Regions from separate parts of the Pan troglodytes genome. Here region 1 is linked to region 2. The links are chromatin contacts, called in public HiChIP or PLAC-seq maps. All regions are on one chromosome and are shown on one strand. Each heading gives the region's core, a stretch centred on a gene start, on an enhancer-like site or on the middle of the called end of the contact. The rest is flanking DNA. Distances are from core to core; before and after follow the strand shown. Region 1 holds the start of TMEM237 (transmembrane protein 237). Region 2 holds the start of CASP8 (caspase 8).

Region 1 (4,499 bases), core at 1,695-4,194, 410 kb after region 2:
CACAAAAGACCAGAATTCTGATTTAAAAAAAAAAAGACACCAAAACAGTTAGAAAGGGAATGGATCCATTATCCTACCATGTTGATATTCAGGCTTTTAAATATAACATTCCATTATAACTGTTATTCTTAAAATTCAAGGATTTTTCACCTTTAAAATTTCAGAAAATCCCTAAATTTTTCAGAAGAGTTTCCTGAATCATTGTAATTTTGCATTGATACTAGTCAATTTTTCCACTGTCTTCATTTTCCATTTTTAAAGCTCAATAATGAAATTACTGTAAATTATTTTTACCTTGGCACAGGTGGAAGAGCTCGTGGAGGACGCTGTGGGGGAAAAATAAATTTGCTTGTAAGTAAAAGCCTAGAGCATCTTTACTTCAAATACCATAAAGCTATTTTTTTTTTTTTGAGATGGAGTATTGCTGTGTGGCCCAGGCTGGAGTGCAACGGCACGATCTTGGCTCACTGCAACTTCCATCTCCTGGGTTCAAGCAATTCCCCTGCCTCAGCCTCCCAAGTAGCTGGGATTACAGGCACCCACCACCATGCCCGGCTAATTTTTGTATTTTTAGTAGAGACGGGGTTTCACCATGTTGGCCAGGCTGGTCTTGAACTCCTGACCTCAGGAAATCCGCCCACCTTGGCCTCTGAAAGTGGTGGGATTATAGGAGTGAGCCACTACGCCCGGCCAAAGCAATTCTTTCAAAAGTCTGTTGTTCAGACATGACAGAAAAATATAATGGATCAGACTAGGATCTTCAAATCTCTTGATAATCTTGTTCATCAGTGAAACCTGGGAGGTACTGATGAGAAACATGAGCAATTTAAAATTTGTTCTCCCATCCTAAATTTCATATAAAATTCCTTCCTTCCTACATTCCTTTCCATCTCTAGGCCAGGCCCTTTTCTAAGCATTAGGAATACACTAATGAACACAATGGAGAGAACTCTGCTCTTATGAAACTTACATTCTAGTGGTTGAGTATTAGAAACAATGTTAAAAATATATATATGATAATATATACTATGTATTATATGCAGCATGTACGATAAAATATATATTTATATGCTATATTTAAGACATATCTTGTATACATATCGTGTGTGCGTATATATATATATACACAAGATACACACACACATATACATATACACACACACACACACACACACACACACACACACACAAAACGTAATGAATGAAGGAGACTGAGTGCTACTTTTGTTAGGGAAAGTTTCTCTGAGTTTGAGCTGAGACCTGAATGAGAAAGGAGCAACCGGAACAAATGCAAATATTTTTAGGTTAAATTGGGCTTGGAATGTTTCAGGTAAAAGGACAGCAAGGCTGCCGCACAATTACCAAGGAGAGGTAGGCAGGAGCCAGATTAGTTAGGGCCTTGCAGACCAAGGGAAGTTTGGATTTTGTTTTAATTCAATGGGAAACAAATGGAGGTTTTAAACCACATACTAACACAATTTTTAAAAAGGCCAGTTGCATACACTGGGAAGAATGCGTTTTAGGGCAGAAAGAAAGGTGGGGGGAACCCTTCTAAACCCTCATTTACATGAATAAGAAAAGTGTTTGTAGTTCAGACAGCATTACAGTTGAGAAGTATTTTAGAATCATATACTAACAGAAATGCCTAGAAGCCAATTTAATGTTCCAAGTATCTCATGCTGCTTGCATAAGACATTTATTCAAAAGGGTTAAATTTTAGACACTCTTGTAGTTTGTCCCATTTAGCAATCCATTCGTTCGAACAGTAGATTAATGCAAGTACTACAAGATTAGGACGAGGCAAGCTGCCGTAATACCATCCAGTAGTCAAAATTACAATTGGAAAAGAATGACAGTCACAGGAACGCGCTATTGTTCTAAAGATGCTACGAAGCGCGCGCGATCGATCCCAGGGCTCTGTTCACGTAACTGATTTCAAAAGTCCCGCAAAAATGACGTTCCACGCACCCAGAGACCCAACCTCTAATCCTCAAAAGTAGGACGGCTCAACTGAAGACAAAAATCCTAACAATTAAAAGTAGCTACGGCTCGCTTACCACAGGATTCTTCCCCATTCTGCGTTTAGCCGGCCTCGGCGGCCGCCGGCCCCCAAGCACCTGGCGTCCCACCCCTCCCGGCTCGGTCGCGCGCGCAGGCGCAATGCGTCATCGGGCCGCGCCGCCTGGCTAGTACCCCGGGCGCAGCGCCCTGCGGGGATGTTGCGGTGAGCGGCGTGCAGGGACCTGGATTGGCCAGTCCAGACTAGCCCTGCCAAAAAAGGGGGCCTCGGAGTTGGGGGTAATGTGCCCAGGAGCAGAAATCCGGCGACCGTGGCGCTGCAATCACAGCTTTCCCGTGGTTTCCTAAGTGGTGGCGGTGATTTGTTTGCGGGAAGCGGGGCGTGACGGAAGACCTTACTTAAAGGACTCCGCAGGCGAACAGATCTCTTCTGGGCAGCTACAGACCTCTCCTCGGAGGAGTCTAGGAGAGGCTTGGCTGGAAGCCCCGGCACCCGCCGGGCCCCGGGCCTCAGATGAGTGAGGCGTCGTCGTGGCAACGCGGGCTCAGGTCCCCGCAAACTTCATGCCAGGCCTCTCTCTCCCACTCCGGGAGTTCGGTCCCGGCCTCGCCTGCGTCTCCGTCCCACTCCTGTGAACACTGGAGGGGCGGATGCGCGCACCCCACGAGCAAGGCCCTCCCTTAGTGATCCCCAGCTCGTTGGCGCCCCCCCCCACACACCCATCCCCACTGCCAAGTGTAGCTGTTTACCCGCCACCTCTCGAGGCCGACGCGCCCCTCGCCGCTCACCAGGTGGCCCTCCTCCAGCCGAGCCCCCGAGTCAGTCCTCATGGTGCTCTCCCCGCGGGGCTGCCCCGGCGCAACCGCCGGCGGCCCGAGCCCAGCTCCCCGCGACGCAGCGGCCTCCGGGACCTGTGGGACGCCGGGGCTTCGTGGCGCCTGGCGAGGCAGCCGCCCCCTGAGCCAGGTCCCCGCCCGCCTCTGTCCTGCCAGGCCCTGCTGGGTTTGGGAGGAATGCGTTTACTCTCCAGGACCAACGAGTCTGTGCAGGCCTGGGTGTGTGGATGTGTATTAATACAGGCAATTCTCACATTTTTTCCGGTTGCTTACCCTTCATCCCACAACTGTGTAAATCAAATTTGGAAAAACTTTTTCTCAACCTTAAAATCAAATCCAACCTCACATAAATATCACTACAAACTACCTAATTTGCATCGTTTTGTTTGGTTGGGTTTTTTTTTTTTTAAGATAACTTTCACTTTAAGTAACAGAGAACTACAAATATTTTGAATCATGCATTCTGTTTTACAGTTAAGAAAGAAATAGGAAAGATGGAAGAATGGTGTGGATATGGAGAAGAGAATGATGCAGAAGATGAACAGATACAGGGACAGGGAAAGCGCCTGGAAATCTCACATCTGGGGAAAGAAAGAGAAACAGCACTTTGTAATGGCATCCTAATCTTGTTACCAAACAAACGGGGCTTGTTGCCCTATACGCACAGAAGCCAATATTATGGCTCTGATTTTTTGAGAAAAGTTTTCATTGTGAGTCAGCTAACAAGGAGACAGGAGTATAGCTCTAATCTGTCTCCCTGTGTTGGCTTTAAGACAGTATTTTTATTAGAAAACGTTTAGGGGGTGGATTCTGGGATTAGTAGGTGCTTGGTGGAAGGAAAGAAGCCATCTGGAAAATCCTCTGGCGTTCGCAGTTACCTCTTCATGTCCCTTCATGGGTCGCATGTGCAAATTTTGGAGGGAGTCAGTGTGAAACATGGGGGAAGATTCAAGCTGTGACGCCAGCAAGCTCATTTTGTACAGACTCCAGGTAGCCATCCGTGTTAGTACTAACCACTTTCAGCCAGTTTGCTTTGTTTTGTTTTGTTTTGTTTTTTAATCTCACAATGGAAGAAGTTCAGGCGTTTTATTTAGCAAGTTGTTTTTTATCTGCCGTCCTGCATGCTCAAGAATTTCTGTTAGTCCCTGGTTTCTTTAACTCTGAGACACCGTTTCACTCTTGTGATTTTCTATATATAGGTCTCTGGGATTAATCCATTGCCTTTTTCTAATTTAGGCCTGCATGTAGATATTGGCTGTAAGGAAAATTAGTGTTTGTCACACCTCTCATGAGAATAATTTTTTCCTCGTAGGCCGATTTGTAAATAGTGAAGGCAGTGCAGTTTCTTGTAGGTTTTGATTTTAGATGTGAAATGTGTACATTAAACCTTTCTTGCTGAGTTAGTCAAGTAAGCACTTTTTGTAAAAGATGTTTTCATAAAACACGTTTCATAGAGTACAGTTTCTAAAGTTAAATATTGCTTATTTTATTTAGGAAAGCTCTTTATTTAAATCTTAAAAAGATCATGTGAAATCTGCAAAAGGTTCTCATACTCAGTGACTTAACGTTATTCATATTTCTACCACAGCTGCATATGAGGTAAAGGAAAAAAAAAATAAGTTAAAATAGGTAACTACATAACC
Region 2 (4,869 bases), core at 75-2,574:
CACCAGTAATTTGAAAGGGAAAATGTAATATGAAGAATTATTAACTAGTAAAAGAAGGCTAACTGCTAAAGGTACAAGAGCACTCAAGCTGTCTGCAGTCAGCAAGCCCCGGCTGGTGAGCAGAAAGCTGCCCGCTGGGAGGCTGCCAAAGTTCCCTGAAGGTGAGCACCACTGGTTCTACAAGCTGCTGGCAGTCATGGCGTTAAGAGCAGGAAGAGAAGCACCAGAACCCGGAAGAGAAATCCAGTCCTCTGCTAGGCCTTGCACCGTCCCTCTGGCGCCCTCTACTGACAAAGCCAGTAAAATTGTGCCGCTGGCAAAGGAGATCTTTTTATGGGATGTAGCTTGGTGTCACCAAACAGAACAGAGTGGAATTGGAGCTCAGATGCAACACAATGATTGATACTGGCACAGTATACTTACCCTGCTTTTGTAAACAAAATGGTATATGTGATGTCTCTCTTTCTCTCTCTGTATATAAAACAATATTTGTTTCTACTTATTATGTATTTATGTCTTTACTCTGCATGCCAGGAGCTAAGTATTTTGCATGTATTAACTCATTTTGTTCTCATAATAACCTTCACATGCAGGAATCATTATAGCTACTTTATGAATGAGCCGAGGAAGGCACTGAGACGTTAAGTAACTTGCCCAAGGTCACGCAGCTAGTAAGTGGCAGAGCAAGAATTACTATGGCTTTATAAGCCTAGAAAAAAGTCTGAAAGAATCAAAATGTTAACAGCGGGGACCTCAAGGAAGCATTGAAGAGGCCATGGGAGAAGTTTTCACTTTGTAAAAAAATCAGTCCTTCAAATAAATAAATACAGTGAGGCTTCCCCAGAAGCGGATGTCACTATGCTTCCTGTGCAGCCTGTGGAACTGTGAGCCAGTTAAACCTCTTTTCTTTATAAATTATCCAGTCTTAGGTATTTCTTTATAACAGTGCTAGGATGAGCTGATACAGTTTCCTACACTGTAACCTAAGGCAATGCTTTGCACAAAGGGATGAGCCAGATTGCTTAGTAATTAAAATGCAAATACAAACCACAAGCATATCCATTCATGAATTGGGGGGCTGCTTTGTGTGCATAGATAAGGTATATTTTTTAAAAAAATTATTTTTCCAAGAAGAAAATAAACCAGTTAATAAACGACAACTCACAGTGCCAGGAAGTGAGAAACAAGTGTGTGATAAACGGTGGAGAATGGGAGCACTCTCCGCAGTGGGCGGGAGGAGACGGGGAGGGCGTTCCCTGGGGAGTGGCAGTGGTTGGAGCAAAGGTTTGGAGGAGGTAAGTCATGTGCTCTGAGTTTTTGGTTTCTGTTTCACCTTGTGTCTGAGCTGGTCTGAAGGCTGGTTGTTCAGACTGAGCTTCCTGCCTGCCTGTACCCCGCCAACAGCTTCAGAAGAAGGTGACTGGTGGCTGCCTGAGGAATACCAGTGGGCAAGAGAATTAGCATTTCTGGAGCATCTGCTGTCTGTGAGATTAAGCACTATGTATATTGCTTTATTCACTCCCCACAGCAACCTTACCAAGCAGTTCTTTTCCACGTGAAAAGATGGAGGCTGGGTGGAGCAAAAGGAGGTGTTTAGAGTCCTCAGCAAGTGAGAGGCAGAGCTGGGATTTGAATCCAGATCTGCCTGATACTGAAGTCTGGGCCGGTTCCACCTCTCCAGACTGCTTTCCAGGGAGTAGAAGACAGATATTTTACCTTAGCTGGCTGCTTCTAGAAGTCTGACCCTGCTGACTCAAAACGACTTTAGTTCCTTGCCCAGAGGCTGTGGGCTGCGGGTCAAGACATCAGTAGAAGGAGGGCCCAGCCAGAGAGGCTGACATGGGCTTCTACTCACCGTCATTTCTCCTTCCTTCCAGGAGCAGCCCCTGGGTGCGTCCACTTTCTGGGCACGTGAGGTTGGGCCTTGGCCGCCTGAGCCCTTGAGTTGGTCACTTGAACCTTGGGAATATTGAGGTAAGCCTGGAATTTCCAGAGGAGATTTGGGGGAAAGAGAAGTGGTGAACGCTATTACTGTTCCCTATCTAGACACCAGTGGGCCGAGTGGAGCAGATGCCAGTTGGGACCTTCCTGCCCTCTCTTTGGTTATTAATCCATTATTGTTCCCTGTACACTGGTATGAGTGGATGGGGGAAGTATTTAGCCAAGTTTTTGAGACCTGTACTCTGAGCTAAAATGCATTGTCTTCCTATAGTGCGGGACCCCACAACTGTGGAGGAGCCGCAGGGGATACTGGGTAGTACGCAGACATTATGCACTAAACGACAATGGCTCACATAGTGAAAAGTTATTCTTTTTTATTTTTTTTTGAGAGGGAGTCTTGCTCTGTCGCCTAGCCTGGAGTGCAGTGGCGCGATCTCAGCTCACTGCAATCTCCGCCTCCCGGGTTCAGGTGATTCTCGTGTCTCAGCCTCCTGAGTAGCTGGGATTACAGGCACCTGCTTCCATGCCTGGCTAATTTTTTTTTTTTTTTTTTTTTTTTTTTTTTGTATTTTTAGTAGAGATGGGGGGGGTCTCACCATGTTGGCCAGGCTGGTCTCAAACTTCTGGCCCCAAGTGATCTACCCACCTTGGCCTCCCAAAGTGCTGGGATTACAGGCGTGAGCCACTGCACCCGGCTGATTTCACATTTTTAGATAATATGACCACATTATAAAAATTTTTGTATTTTTATATAATGTGACCACTAGATGAAAGCAATATACTTAGGATTTTATTTCTTGGTTAAGTTCCTACTTATTATGAATTTACTCTGCATGCCAGGAGTTCTAAGAATTTGCATGTATTAACTCTTTTGATTCTCATAATAACCTTCACATGCAGGAGTCACTATTACAGTGACTGTATGAATGAGGAAAGAAAGGCACTAACATAATTGATTTTATGTTACTTAGGTCAAGATTTTATGTTATTTAGGTCAAGGTTAATTGTGTTGTTCAAATCTTGTATAACTCTACCGCTTGTCTGTCTTTCTTACCCATTATCGAGAAGGGAACATAAAAATCTTACACTATGACTGTAGATTGTCAATTTCTCATTTTAAATTAGGATCATTTTTCCTTTATGTCTGCCTTATGTGATATTAGTATAATGATATCAGTTGGTACATCTTTTTCCATCCTTATACTTTCAGTGTTTCGGTGTTCTTATACTTGAAATGTGTCTGCCGTAAGTGGTGTATTGTTCAAGTTTTTCTTTTATTATAGAAAAATGTATTCTGGAAGGTACTTTTCTTAAAATTACAGTATTTAGTCCATTTTCATTTAATGTAATTGTCAATATAATTGGGCTAAAATCTACTATATTTCCAGTTGTTTTTTATTTGTGACGTCAATTCAGTTTTCTCTACTTTCTTGATTTCTTTTAGACTAATTAAGTGATTTTAGAAAGTTCACCTTACTCCTTTATTAGCTTGTTAATTATGCATGCTTTTAGTATTCTCTTAGTAATTGCACTTGAGTTGTACTACCTAATAGTGCAGCCACATGTTGTTTAAAACAGCTTTACTGAGATATGATTGATATACAACAAATGGCATATAAAGTATATAATTTGATAAATTTTGACATATGTATGACATATATGACAGTCATATAGACACACTCATATATATATTCATGTGCCATTTCAGTCAATGACTGACCACATATATGATGGTGGTCTCATAAGATTATAATACTGTATTTTTACTGTACCATTTCTATGTTTAGACATATTTAGATATGCAAATACTTACTATTGTGTTACAATTGCCTACAATATTCAATACAGTAACATGCTTTGTAGGTCTGCATCTTAGGAGTAATAGTCTAGACCATATAGCCTAGGTGTGTAGTAGGCTATACCATCTAGGTTTTGCATAAGTACATTCTATGATGTTGGCATAATGACGAAATCACTGACGATGCTTTTCTCGGAACTTATGCTTGTCATTAAGTGAAGTATGGCTGTATATATTATGGGTGGAACTATCACTGCAGTCAGGATAATGAACATATATATTACCTCCAAAATATTTCGTATGCCCTCTTGAATCCTGTCCTCCGGCCCCTCCCCACCCCTGCTCCTTTTAGGCATTTAGTTCTGTAAATTTTCTCCTAGCCTTGCTTTAGTGGCATCCCATGCATTTTGATATTTTGTTTTGATTTTATTTTAATTCAATACTACATAATTTCCTTTTGATTTCTTTTTTGACCCATGGATTATTTAGAGTTGTGTTATTTCATTTCCAAATATTTGGGGATTTTCCAGACATGTTTCTGTTGTCCAGGCCAATAACAAATTCCTGACACCATGAAGTCAAAGATCTAACTCCCCAGGGGGAGGGTTATGCCCAAGAACCATCGGTATTTTGTGTTAGTGGTCATTGCCAGAGTGAATTCCACAGTGTTTGTGATAAACCCTAATAATTCCACCAGAGGGCAGCAAGCCAACATGAAAATTCTATTAAAAAGTCTTTTTTTAGAGACAAGAGTTTGGCTCTGTCGCCCAGGCTGGAGTACAGTGGTGTGACCTCGGCTTACTGAACCCTTGCCCCACCGCAGACTCAACCTCCCAGGCTCAAGCGATTCTCCCACTTCAGCTCCCCATCTGCGAGTAGCTGGACTATAGGTGCGCACCACCGCACCTAGTTAATTTTTGCATTTTTTGTAGAGATGGAGTTTCATCATGTTTCCCAGGCTTGTCTTGACCTCCTGGGCTCAAGCTATCCATCTGCCTCGGCTGCCCAAAGTGCTGAGATGACAGGCGTGAGCCACTGTGCCTGGCCAGACAGAAGTTTTCAAGTAAAGAATAAATTTAGCTGAAGAGCAGTGTCAAATTATTTCTATCCCCACCCTCCTGAATTAAATC

The links. HiChIP or PLAC-seq counts read pairs in DNA pulled down with a chosen protein or histone mark.
Region 1: a contact with region 2 is called in an H3K4me3 HiChIP or PLAC-seq map of stem cell-derived excitatory neurons, with 5 times the contacts expected there. The contact joins the promoter of TMEM237 here to the promoter of CASP8 in region 2. A contact is called at or near these places in 1 of 7 Hi-C or Micro-C datasets (stem cell-derived neural progenitor cells) and 1 of 1 datasets of contacts at active chromatin or transcription factors (stem cell-derived excitatory neurons).

What each region holds. Positions count from the first base shown.
Region 1 is chr13:103,671,016-103,675,514 of NHGRI_mPanTro3-v2.0_pri, forward strand. TMEM237 (transmembrane protein 237) reads right to left here and starts at 2,945. Exons shown (of 13, transcript XM_001156617.8): 1 at 2,809-2,945; 2 at 295-326. The coding sequence starts at 2,850.
Region 2 is chr13:103,264,283-103,269,151 of NHGRI_mPanTro3-v2.0_pri, forward strand. CASP8 (caspase 8) reads left to right here and starts at 1,325. Exons shown (of 10, transcript XR_010150205.1): 1 at 1,325-1,484; 2 at 1,878-1,974.